Regions from separate parts of the Mus musculus genome. Here region 1 is linked to region 2. Evidence: chromatin contacts called from public HiCAR-type data. All regions are on one chromosome and are shown on one strand. Each heading gives the region's core, a stretch centred on a gene start, on an enhancer-like site or on the middle of the called end of the contact. The rest is flanking DNA. Distances are from core to core; before and after follow the strand shown.

Region 1 (5,113 bases), core at 2,159-4,658, 500 kb before region 2:
GCTCATACCGAGGCATACCTGGGCTAGTGAAGGACATCAGGATCATTTTCTCAATCGGTGCAACTAGAAGAGTCCCGAATCACAAGTGAACAATAATAGTAATTGATGCTCACAGTGTGAGTGAGCCACCTATGTCCTTTCTGCTACAATTTGTCTGTAGCAAGCTACCTCTCTTCTCGACTCAGATACCACTCATTGTTCTAGTTCAGGCTCAAGGCCTGACTCTTCAGAGAGATGAGTGGCTCTAAGTCACAGGCATACTTACGGATTGGCCTGTCACTCAACAGCATATGCTACTGTGGCTTGCTTGTCTACTCTCTAGGTTTTGTTGTCCCATGGAAACTCACCTGGCATATAGCTGTCCTTGGTGGTATCTTATTAAGGACAGTTACTGAGGTGTGACAGCGATCTTTCTACAAACATACACGTATATATATGTATGCATATAACATATATATACACACAACATATTATAACGTTATATCACATATGGAGTGTGTGTGTGTTCTCCTTTTAGTCAGCCTTATTCCCCTTGTATTAGGTACTTAGATCATTACATCATTTCCTCTTTCTTTTTCTCCTGCACCGTTGTCTGGGTCCTAGCCTACCAGCAGCTCCTTCAGATGTTGCTTTATTTGTCTGAAGAGCTCATCCATTTCTATCTTCCTGGACTCCGGAGGAATACCAGCCCTCAAGTACAGGGCTGAACATAGGCAGCTCAGCGCCAAGTGACTGTCACGTGTCCCTGCAGTCTCCCCAGCTCTTCTTTCCTCTTTTCTTTTTCCCTGAACCAATTACACCCATAAATACTTCAGGCATGAGAGACTCAAAAGCCATGCTTTGGATGCCACCGCAGGAAACACACTATCTGTGTTCTGGTCCAAGTGGGCAAGCTGTCATTGCACGAGAGAGCACAGATGGACCGAGGTCCGCACCGTGCCCTGAGTTTTACAAACGATGAGCTTAAGGCGTTCGTGATAAGATGCCCGTGAAAGCACTGGCCAGTGGTTTGCCTACCCCTCCAAACATTGCATCTTAGCATCGAGGTTCTGGGGAACAATGGAGGCTTGGGTTCTTGCAAAGGTGGGATTAACTACCAAGAGAATGAACAACTCACCAAATCAGCCAGAGGAGAAACTGTAATGGCCAGTGCCCCTGGAAGCACGTCTGGCCTTTCTCGGGACAGCAGTTGAGAGATGATGTCCCCATGCCAGCTGCACCCCCAGGATGGCACTTCTGATTCTGAACCCACCAATGGGAAGGCAACTCCTAATTAACTCTGAACCATTTCCCATGTCCTCTCCTGACCAGTAGCCCACATCCACTCAACAAATGGAGTGACTGCTAAACACAGTAGTAACCAAACATTTATCGTTATCTGACTGTGTTAAGCCATGGGTGAACTGTACCTGCCTGCAGGTTCCCTGCTCAAGAGGGGCAAACTACAAAAGCATTCTGTAAACATTGAGCAATTATTCAGAATTCCAATGAAAAACATTGTATATTATTCCTTGTAAATTATATGCATCATACTTTCTAAAAGCTAAAATTTTATGAAAATGTGTTTAAAATTATAATAAATGTATTGCATACATTTTAATCCCAGAGATTCACTTTTTAAACATGGAAACACCAGTGCCATGAAACCATTTTATAGGCGAGGCTGGCCGAGAACACATGATTCTCTCCTGCACCAGCCTTCCAAATGCTGGGATTTTAGGCACATGCCACCACACTGGCCTTTTGATTTCTGCGCACACTGGATCTGGCTTTGGACAGCCTACTGCTTTGGAGTCTCACACTTCCATTTTTCAGTTACCCACGGTGTTCTGTCTAACCCTCCAGGACCAGCCTTCCCTCTGGATTCCTTTGGGGTGTGGCTCAGGGTAGCAGTGCTCTGGTTTTCCAGAAGTCCTGGGCTTCCGTCTGCAGCTCCTCAAAGGGGAAAAGGTGCTTTGTTCGGCTGAATTATTTGCCAGCTGTGGATTTCAGGATCAGACCCTGGCTTTCTGAGGTTAGCTCTTAACATGTGCATGGTCTTTAGAGGAGATGGTTGACCCTGCCTGGTAAAAACTATGGACACTGAACCCTTTTTCCTATAGGTTCCTCATAATACACTGAATGTTTCAGGAAGTTTACGGGAGGTGCCTTCATGTCAAAAGAAACTTACAGTCAGGAGGGTTTGGAACCCCCTCTCAAATCACACCCAGGGGCAGAACCTTGTAGGTGGGGTTTAGTGTAGTCTGGCATGAAAGGAACTGCCCAAGGATAAGAACCCGTGACATATGCAGAGCTGGACAATACTTCCATTATACAAAACCTGGCTGAATAGGGCTTCCTGGCTTAGAGCCCCTCATCTTTCCAATCTCTAGAGCACCTTGTACTGGGTGGGGGGTTGGGGGGGAAGCTGCCACTGCCTGTGCTAGAGCACAGTGAGAAGAGGGTGGAGCTGCACCTCCCACATGGACTAGAGCAGGCCCACTATCTCTGGAAGCTTCTTAAGGAACCTGAAACACATTCTTACTAGGTACTAAAGGTTTGGAGGTTAAAGTGGTTTCTCTTTCAAACTAGGTAGTAAGAAAAGGAAAGGCACTTCCTGGGTTTTGTTTGTTTGTTTGGTTTGTTTTGAGACCAGATCTGTCACACCCTAGGTTGGCATTGAACTAGCTACAAGACTAAGAATGACCTTGAACTTCTGACCCTCCCATATGGGATCATATGCATTCTCCAGCACACCTGGCTTATTTGGTGCTGGGGATGGAGCCCAGGGCCTCCTGCATGCTAAGCAAACATTACCATCTGTGCTACAACCCTTAGCCCCAGGAGGAACATTTTCAATGTCATGCGCTTTGGATGGCAAAGCCTTTGAAACCTTCCCTTATGTAATTAATTTACATTTTTTATTATATTTCTCAACTTGAAAATTAAGCCCTTTGCTTGGCCAGCTTCTTCCCTCCCCTTTATGTCAAAAGAAACCACTTACAGCTATTTGTTTTTAATCTTTTGCCTCTTTCTCGTGTGTGTGTGTGTGTGTGTGTGTGTGTGTGTGTGTGTGTGCATATGCATGAGCATATAAGAAGTGCCTGAGCCCAGAATACATTTGTGTAAAGATTTTCTTCATGGTGGCTGGGCTCTGTATCTTGGCACACTACAGAGTTGCTCATATTTAGCCGGGGTGGATCAGTTCCACTCGCTTTTATAACTCTCTTTCCCAGAATCCAGACTCCAAAGACATCTCCATTCCCCTGGAGGTCCGATAATGGCGGTTGTCCATAGTGATGAAAATCTCCAGGGAGAGCCATGGCAATTCGACAAGAGCTATTAAAGGGACATTAGGCTTGAAGTACCAGCATGGGGAATCACATACCTTTGAACCCTAGGACAGCTGCCAACACTGACCAATTGGGAGTCTGGCTCTCTAGCCCTGCAGCTGTGTGTGGGTGCTGCTGGCTTCCAGCCACTGGAGTAAGTCCCATGGAAGGAGACGGGCTCTTGGAAGAACTGTTTGCTTCTGCTTTCTCACTTCTCACCAGAGGACAGCCAGTGCAAACAGCAGTCACTACCAACAGTAGCAGTTAGCCTGCTTACTGTGACTGTGCTAGGATTACCTCACTGAGTAAAATGCCCACCAACATCCTCATGCCCAGATGCCAAGAGAAGAATACAGAGAGCAATGTCTGGAAAGGGAAGCAGGCCTTCCCCTCCTCCCTTCTGCAGACCTGGGCAGAAACTCGCTGCAGCCCTGCCCAGGTACCTCATACATCTTCCCACTCTCTGGGGAATTAACTAATTAGCAGAGGTTAAGGACCCTCTACAGAGCCCTTGTGGTCTCTTCTTTCTCCCTGCAAAGAGCTTTCTGTCTTTGTCCGACTTGGGAGTATACTTGGATACAGCAGACACTTAAAAGTAATGCAGTGCTAATAGGTCTCCATGGGAGGCCCCAGAACAGGGTTCTGGGCATCTAGACATTTCAAATGGAGCATACACAGGTTGGAGTGTTGCATCTCAGATCAGGACAGGGCCCATGTGTGTTCCCAGGAACCTGCTACAGAACAACTTGAATTTTGAGCCTCTTGGTGATACTGGGTGTTAACTAGGATCTGTGTCCTTTCGGGGGTTGGGGGTGGGGGCTTGAGCAGATGGAGCAGCCCAGGACAGTAACAACAAGGAGAAAGATGAAGATCAGTTTCTCAAAGTGATCCTGGCCTCTCCAGGACAAGGAAAGAGTGAGTTATACAATGCTGGCTGGTCCTGCACGTCCTGGGACTGATACCACCTCTGTCTACCACTGTAAACCCCCCCCCCCCACACACACACACAGGAAGCCGTGGCGGAGTTACAGGTAAAGGCCAAGAGTCAGGGTGCTGGACTCCCCTCTGGGCCCCCAGTCTTTTTGTATATGAACTGGAGAGCGAGAAAGCCCAGACTGTTGTTGTTAGCAAGCTCCTGATAAAATGGCTGGTGTAAAGTCTTGGAGGCTTGGAAGAATGGTCTCTGTTGCTCTTTGCTCCCAGTGCTCTGAGTGCATTCACAGGAAAGGGGAAAGAATAACCAGCCGGGGAGATGCCTACCTTAAGGGCTATTGACCGATAGCTCTCGGGGAGGCTCCCCCGCCCCAGTCATGTCACTGCAGGGACAGTGGATCATGCTCTCTTCATGTGTGACCTGCATAAGGCAATGTCTGTGGTGTAATATGAGCAAGTTTGGTGAGGGGTCTCAGTAACACCATCACCATGCTCCCTGTATCCCACCCAGCAAGAACTTCCTTGTTCAACCATACCAGACCCTCGAATGGCATATGAGGTGGTGCTGCCTGCCTGCCTGCCTGCCTGCCAATGGAGCAGCCTTCTTTGCCAGAGCAGAAGATGCCATTAACCACTGTCTTATACTGGGCTCATGCTGAGTTTGTGGACGTGGTTTCAGGGCATCTTTCATCCTCACTACAAAGTCCAGAAATGGATGCTACAAGCAAATACACTGATCAGAAAAGTCAGGCTCAAGGCGAATTTGCCTGAATCCACTTGAGGAATGTGAGGCGACTGCTCCTAGCAACTCACCTCCACAAGGGCCGTGGAGAAGCAGCTCCCATGAACCCTCAGAGGAGGTGGGGCCA
Region 2 (5,567 bases), core at 37-2,536:
AGAGGGATTATTTAACTACAAAATGTGCTATGAGATAAACAGGGTCAATAAGAAGTTTGACTTTTGTCTTAAAAATGAAACAAACTATAATATATTAATTAATGTAGCCAAGCAGAATTATACTCTGTGATGATCTTAAAACTGACTGCTGAATTAAAATAAGAACAGACATGCTCAGACTTAAATGTATAAAATTTCAAACAGTAAATAATGGACCAGTCCCAGTAGCTCTGCCTTACATGGCATTTTAATAAACAAAGGCTGCAATTTCCATTTGAATTATAGACTTAAAATAGGAACAGTATCACATGCCCTCCGCATATTTACAATCAAGGACCTTTCAATTCCCTTGGCAGCCAGGAGACAGGATCCAAAAGGATATCCACTAGTTTGTAGTCCTGAACACACAGAGCAGCACATTTCTATTTATTTATTAAAAGTGTCTGCTAAGCACAAAGCTTAGCACAGCACAGGGGAAGCTTCACCTTGTAGCCATCTTGGCCAAATGGGCAATACCTAAGTATTTCTGCAGGAGTGTGCACAAACTGCGCATTCTCAAACCACGCCCAGGAGTAGTTGCTGTGGCGGTAGGGAGAGGTGTCAGCTTTATTTCTTAACTAGCTCTATGTATATTTCCCATTTAAAACACACCTTAAGAATAAACAAGTCTACTAGAAAGGCACAGACAGATATGGGTAAGTACTAAATTACAATCTAATACTGCTCTTACATATTCCGGGGAGAAACAGAAAAAAGGTTCACAAGCCACAACTGAAAATGTTGGGGAGAAGTAAAGAAAGAACACAGATGTGCTTAGTCTAGAAGTCAATGCCACAAAAGACAAAAGTAAGCAGAAAGTTTAGAAAGGCAGGAAAGCCATAGTGAGGTGCCTGACTGACGATAAGATGTTTCAGTATAAATAAACAAGTAGGTTAAATAAGCCCCGGGGAATGCATTCCTCTGTGACCTTCTGGACAGTGACAGCTGGTAACACTCGAGTACGAGGGGAAGACACAGTATCCAAACATCCCTCAAATGCAACTAGTCTAAGGCTGGAAGTAGAACCTGAGCACATGATAGGGCAAGCCAACTTGACCACACCATAGCAGAGAGGAGCAAGCAGCCCTCCACTAACCATGGTGACAGGAAAAAGGCAAGGGAGGTGGCAATTCTACAAAAGGTCCCAGTTACAAATGTCTGCTGGCAAGCTGCCAGGAGAACAGCGTCATAGAACCAAGAGTGAGTGAAGTCCAGCAACTGAAGGCAGCCTCGTGTCCTTGAAGGGAATGACCCGTTATCTCCGGTGCACAGCACATGATTATTATAGTCCACAGGAACTGGCACATCCCAAAATTAAAGGACCATTTTCAAGACTATCATGTAAGAAAAAAAAATCTCTCTCAAGAGACTGCTCTTCTACTCAATTACATAAGCCAACTAAGAGCCTTTTCAGAAGTGCCTGCTATTTATTGCTCAGATGCAGTGAGAAAGGGGAGAAAGAACAGAGTGAAAAGTGGGGAGGGGAGAAAATAATGGGAGCCTGACAAGTCCCCACCCCGACCCTGGCAAGACTTTATGAATAAACAGTGTGAAGGCTCTAAGGCCCTAACCACTATTCAAGCAGCAAAGCACATGGGGTCCCTCACCTCACTGAAAAAGCTCCTGCAGGAATTGGAAGAGTAGAAGAAAAGAACAGCGCTGTGCCTTGCAGACCGAAATGCCACAGGAAGCCAAGAATTCCAAGTAAGAAAGTGCAGCCAACAGAAAGGTGGATCCCAGACTCACTGAAGGAAACTTCAAAAGAAGACAGTCCCGGAGACTTGCCCCATCTGTCCTTTCTGCACAGGTGTGGCTTCCCACACAAAACTGGGCGAAAACCTTCCCCCCCCCCACCCCCCGACACACACACACACACACACACACACACACACACACACACACACACACACAAAACCCTGCTCTGATGAGAAACAATGGCGGCGGCAGCTTCCCCAGAGGAGTAGAGAGGATTCAGGGTAACTAGACAGAAAGGAACAGCATACTCAAAGAGAACAAGGTTCAAGGTTAGTAATCCAGAAGCCAAAGGTGAAATGAGGCACCTTAATCCACAGGTAATATTCTTTAAACATCTCCTGGCACCAGATGATCTGGGTAAGCAGACTGTTTGCTACCAATCAAATAATGGAAGTCTGGCTCCTGACAGTGAGCATGGTAGGAGCTACTACTAGTCTACATGGTGATTGGCCTCAGTTTTTGCCTTTAAATGGTTTTTCAGAGAAAACAAGGCAAAACCCACGTAGCAGTTGAAATTAATTGAACTCTTGAGTTCATGCTCAGAGAGCAGGCTGGAAAATACAAATTCCACGAGAAAATAAAATCTACTTAACTGAGTTAAGTTTTATACCATCTTGTGTTAACAAGAGAGCTAATGTCAAGAGACAGAAGAGATAAAGTAACATTACAGCATTAATCACTTTCTACATTACTATAATTTAATTACTTCATATAGGTCTTATCTTACGAGCCACACCTCACGTGGGAAGATTAGTGTGAAGGAGAAAAATGCTTTTCTAAAGTGTCCAGCAAGGGAATGTTAGAAAGTGCCAAGGGAAGCCAGGCGTGGTGGCGCATGCCTTTAATCTCAGCACTGGGATGGGGGGGGGGGGGGGGTCAGAGGCAGGCGGATTTCTGAGTTCAAGGCCAGCCTGGTCTACAGAGTGAGTTCCAGGACAGCCAGGGCTACACAGAGAAACCCTGTCTCAAAAAACAAAAAACAAACAAACAAAAAAGTGCCAAGGGTGAACAGTCAGAAGAGAAAACAGGAAAGATTTCTGAAAAATCAAAATGTACTTATTGTGATTATGGGCATAAGTGAAATGGGTACATCTCCACGTGGGTTACAAAGAAGAGTTCTCACCCAGCTCTAGAACACAGTTAGCAGATCCACTGAAGAAGGCCTCTCTCACAGTATATTAGCTGACTAAGAACTACTGGCAATTTAATGATCCTACCAGAGCACCTAGGCTTGAAATAACAATGCACAATTGTGAGAAATAAAATCCAAGCAATCAATATGTTCTTCTCTAATTTAGCCTTTTTTCTAATGACAGAATGTTGCTATGAAGTCTAAATTGACCCTGCACTTGCCATCCTCCTGCCTCTGCACCCTAAGATCTGGGAATAGAGACAGGCACATGTCACCATGGCCTCTTGGCTAAATCTTTAAGGCAATCTTCTGTCTCTTTACAAGTTTAACACAATGAACTCTTATTACTTATCATGAGGGGAGGTGGGGGGGGGCGCAGAGACAAACTGTAAAGAGCCAGGAGCTACAAGGAATCAGAAATCCTTACAGTTCAAGGAAAGATGAACTAACTGATGAGCTAGAGATACCTCAGCTATTACTAAAAACAGACCATTAACTAACAATTATAAAGAAAAGGAAAAGAAAAGAAAAAGAAAGGGAAAAATTGTTGTCCAAAGCCTTATAAATTTGAGACTAAGTCTATGCAAAAGTCTGTTGTGGTATCTGGGAAGTGAGATGAAGGGGAGCTGGGTGGAACGCAGTGCTGGCATGTCTGCGAAACAAGCAGAGGCCCTCCAGCACCACAAGAAACAGAAAGAGCTAAAGCCGCACCTCAGTAGCAGAGCACACAGCCATCCTGTACCAGATCTCAGTCTGACCTCCACTGCACTGCCACCAATCAAACAGTAAAGGAAAGTAAGGAAAGGAGAAGACAGGGCCGGGTTGTAGAGTCCTTCCTTTGTTCTAGAAGAGTAACAGGCAGTGATACAGAAAACAGGCATGAAGTTTGGCTAAATGAAAGGAATTCATCTGCTGTTCACATGAACAGATGGAACAGACGAGAAATAAAAAATAATTAGCATCACTGAGAAGACTCTCTTGTACCTAGCTAGGAATTTTGTAGATGAACCAGAAGCGTGAGTCAGTGTTGAAAGGGGAAACTCCTTCACTGGCAAGAACAGTAAAAAGCCCACAAACAACAAACCAGAGTTTAAAGGCAGAAGGGAAAGAGGTGAGGAGAGAAAGCCCATGGAGACAAAAGCTTGGCTGGATGTAGCTGAGTGGTAGAGTCCTTGCCTAGCAAACACAGAGCCTGAGTCCAATGCCCAATACCAGAAAGAAGATGACAAAACAGTAACAACAAGTAAATAAATAATACAAATCTAAAAAGTAAAAGTGCAGACTAACCCAGAGGTCTTGGAGGTAGTGCATCACGAACTACACAGCAGCAGCAGGGACCAGCTATTTCACCACTGGCTATGCCCGACTAGCCCCACTTCTCTTCATTGGAGGCTCATAATTAACCAGTTGGCCTCAAATCATGTTTTCTAGTAATGGAGAAATCTTTTCCTCCATTTTTTACCCTTCATACTCATGCTAAAAATGGAGAGCCAATGCCCTCGGAAGAGACAACCCTGTTACTTAAGGCACAGGCTACAAGCCAGATGAAACCCATCCAGCACAGCGATGTGCCACAGGCCCTCCCACAGTTCTCAAAGAGAAGAAAGGAACTAGAGGGGAAAAATACATCTCTTACAATAGGAAAATGATTTTCTCTATAACCAACAGCAGGATGGGCTGGGCTTACTCAGAGGACTGTATCATTCTGTTAGAGAAATGCCTCTTTGTGAATATCTCCCTTTCTTCACCATATTAAAAAATAATAATTATTATTAAAGTTTCTTCCTGGAACAACACAGAAGCGAAAATGATGCTGGATATGACACTATTATTTAGCTGGTGCCAGAGGAACCTTCAATTGAGCCAGAGTTCCAGTCAAATTTGTGCAATAAATTCTTGCGCATTTCAAACCAGGAGACTAAATTATGTAAGAACACGGCAGAAAGGCCTCACTTTAGACAGTGACTTTCTGCTTGGCCAGTTGCATCCCTCCAAGGTCTAAATCAAGCTGCTGTGTCTAGTACCACATATTTTATCTACCAAGACAGCCTGTTCTCTGCCGCCCTGCGCCAGGCACCCATCTAATGTTACACAATGAAGATCACCTTCCTTCCTTTACTATACAGTGTACATGGCAATAGTCAGAAAGACTGGTCATTGGCTGCCCACTACTACAATGGAGGAAAACTGGCAGGTGAAGAGAGAGAAAGAGAGAGAGACTATGAATCTTCTTCTCTCTCTTTCTCCCTCTCTCCCTCTCTCTCACTCTCTCTCTCTCATTCTCTCTCTCTCTCTCTCTCACACACACACACACACACACACACAGACTGTGAGCTGTCACAGCAGGTATAGACAACACGGTCTTGATATTTGTATGAAGGGACCTTAACGAGAACTCAGTGGAGGATGCTGTTGGGAGGAGCCTGTCCTTCACCGAATCTCCAATTGACTACACAGCACCTGCTTGGGATCCTTTTGTTCCCATTGGTTGTACTCAGTAAACAAGTTCACAAATAACAAAACCCTACAACAGTTACTTGTGAGTGGAGGAAAGCAAGCACAACCAGGGGCTTCTTACTCCACAACTGTTCGTCCTGTGAAGAACATAGGACTGGCACCAAGATCTGGGAGAAGAGTTTTT

Evidence for each region. HiCAR-type assays count read pairs that join an accessible place to other places.
Region 1: a HiCAR-type map of astrocytes shows a contact between it and region 2, with 2.2 times the contacts expected there. The contact joins two enhancer-like sites. A contact is called at or near these places in 1 of 115 datasets of contacts at active chromatin or transcription factors (astrocytes) and 1 of 9 other capture datasets (embryonic stem cells).

The regions. Positions count from the first base shown.
Region 1 is chr6:29,115,951-29,121,063 of GRCm38.p6, reverse strand. No RefSeq gene overlaps it. Among named protein-coding and RNA genes, the nearest start is that of Gm25589, 4.9 kb to the right of the region's middle. Within about 2 kb of position 3,408, at least 71 of the 459 cell types and tissues checked have an H3K27ac peak or open chromatin away from gene starts, as enhancers often do. A contact at or near this core is called in astrocytes, where this site is marked.
Region 2 is chr6:28,614,505-28,620,071 of GRCm38.p6, reverse strand. All of the region lies in intron 10 of Snd1 (staphylococcal nuclease and tudor domain containing 1), which reads right to left. Among named protein-coding and RNA genes, the nearest start is that of Snd1, 140 kb to the right of the region's middle. Within about 2 kb of position 1,286, at least 41 of the 459 cell types and tissues checked have an H3K27ac peak or open chromatin away from gene starts, as enhancers often do. A contact at or near this core is called in astrocytes, where this site is marked.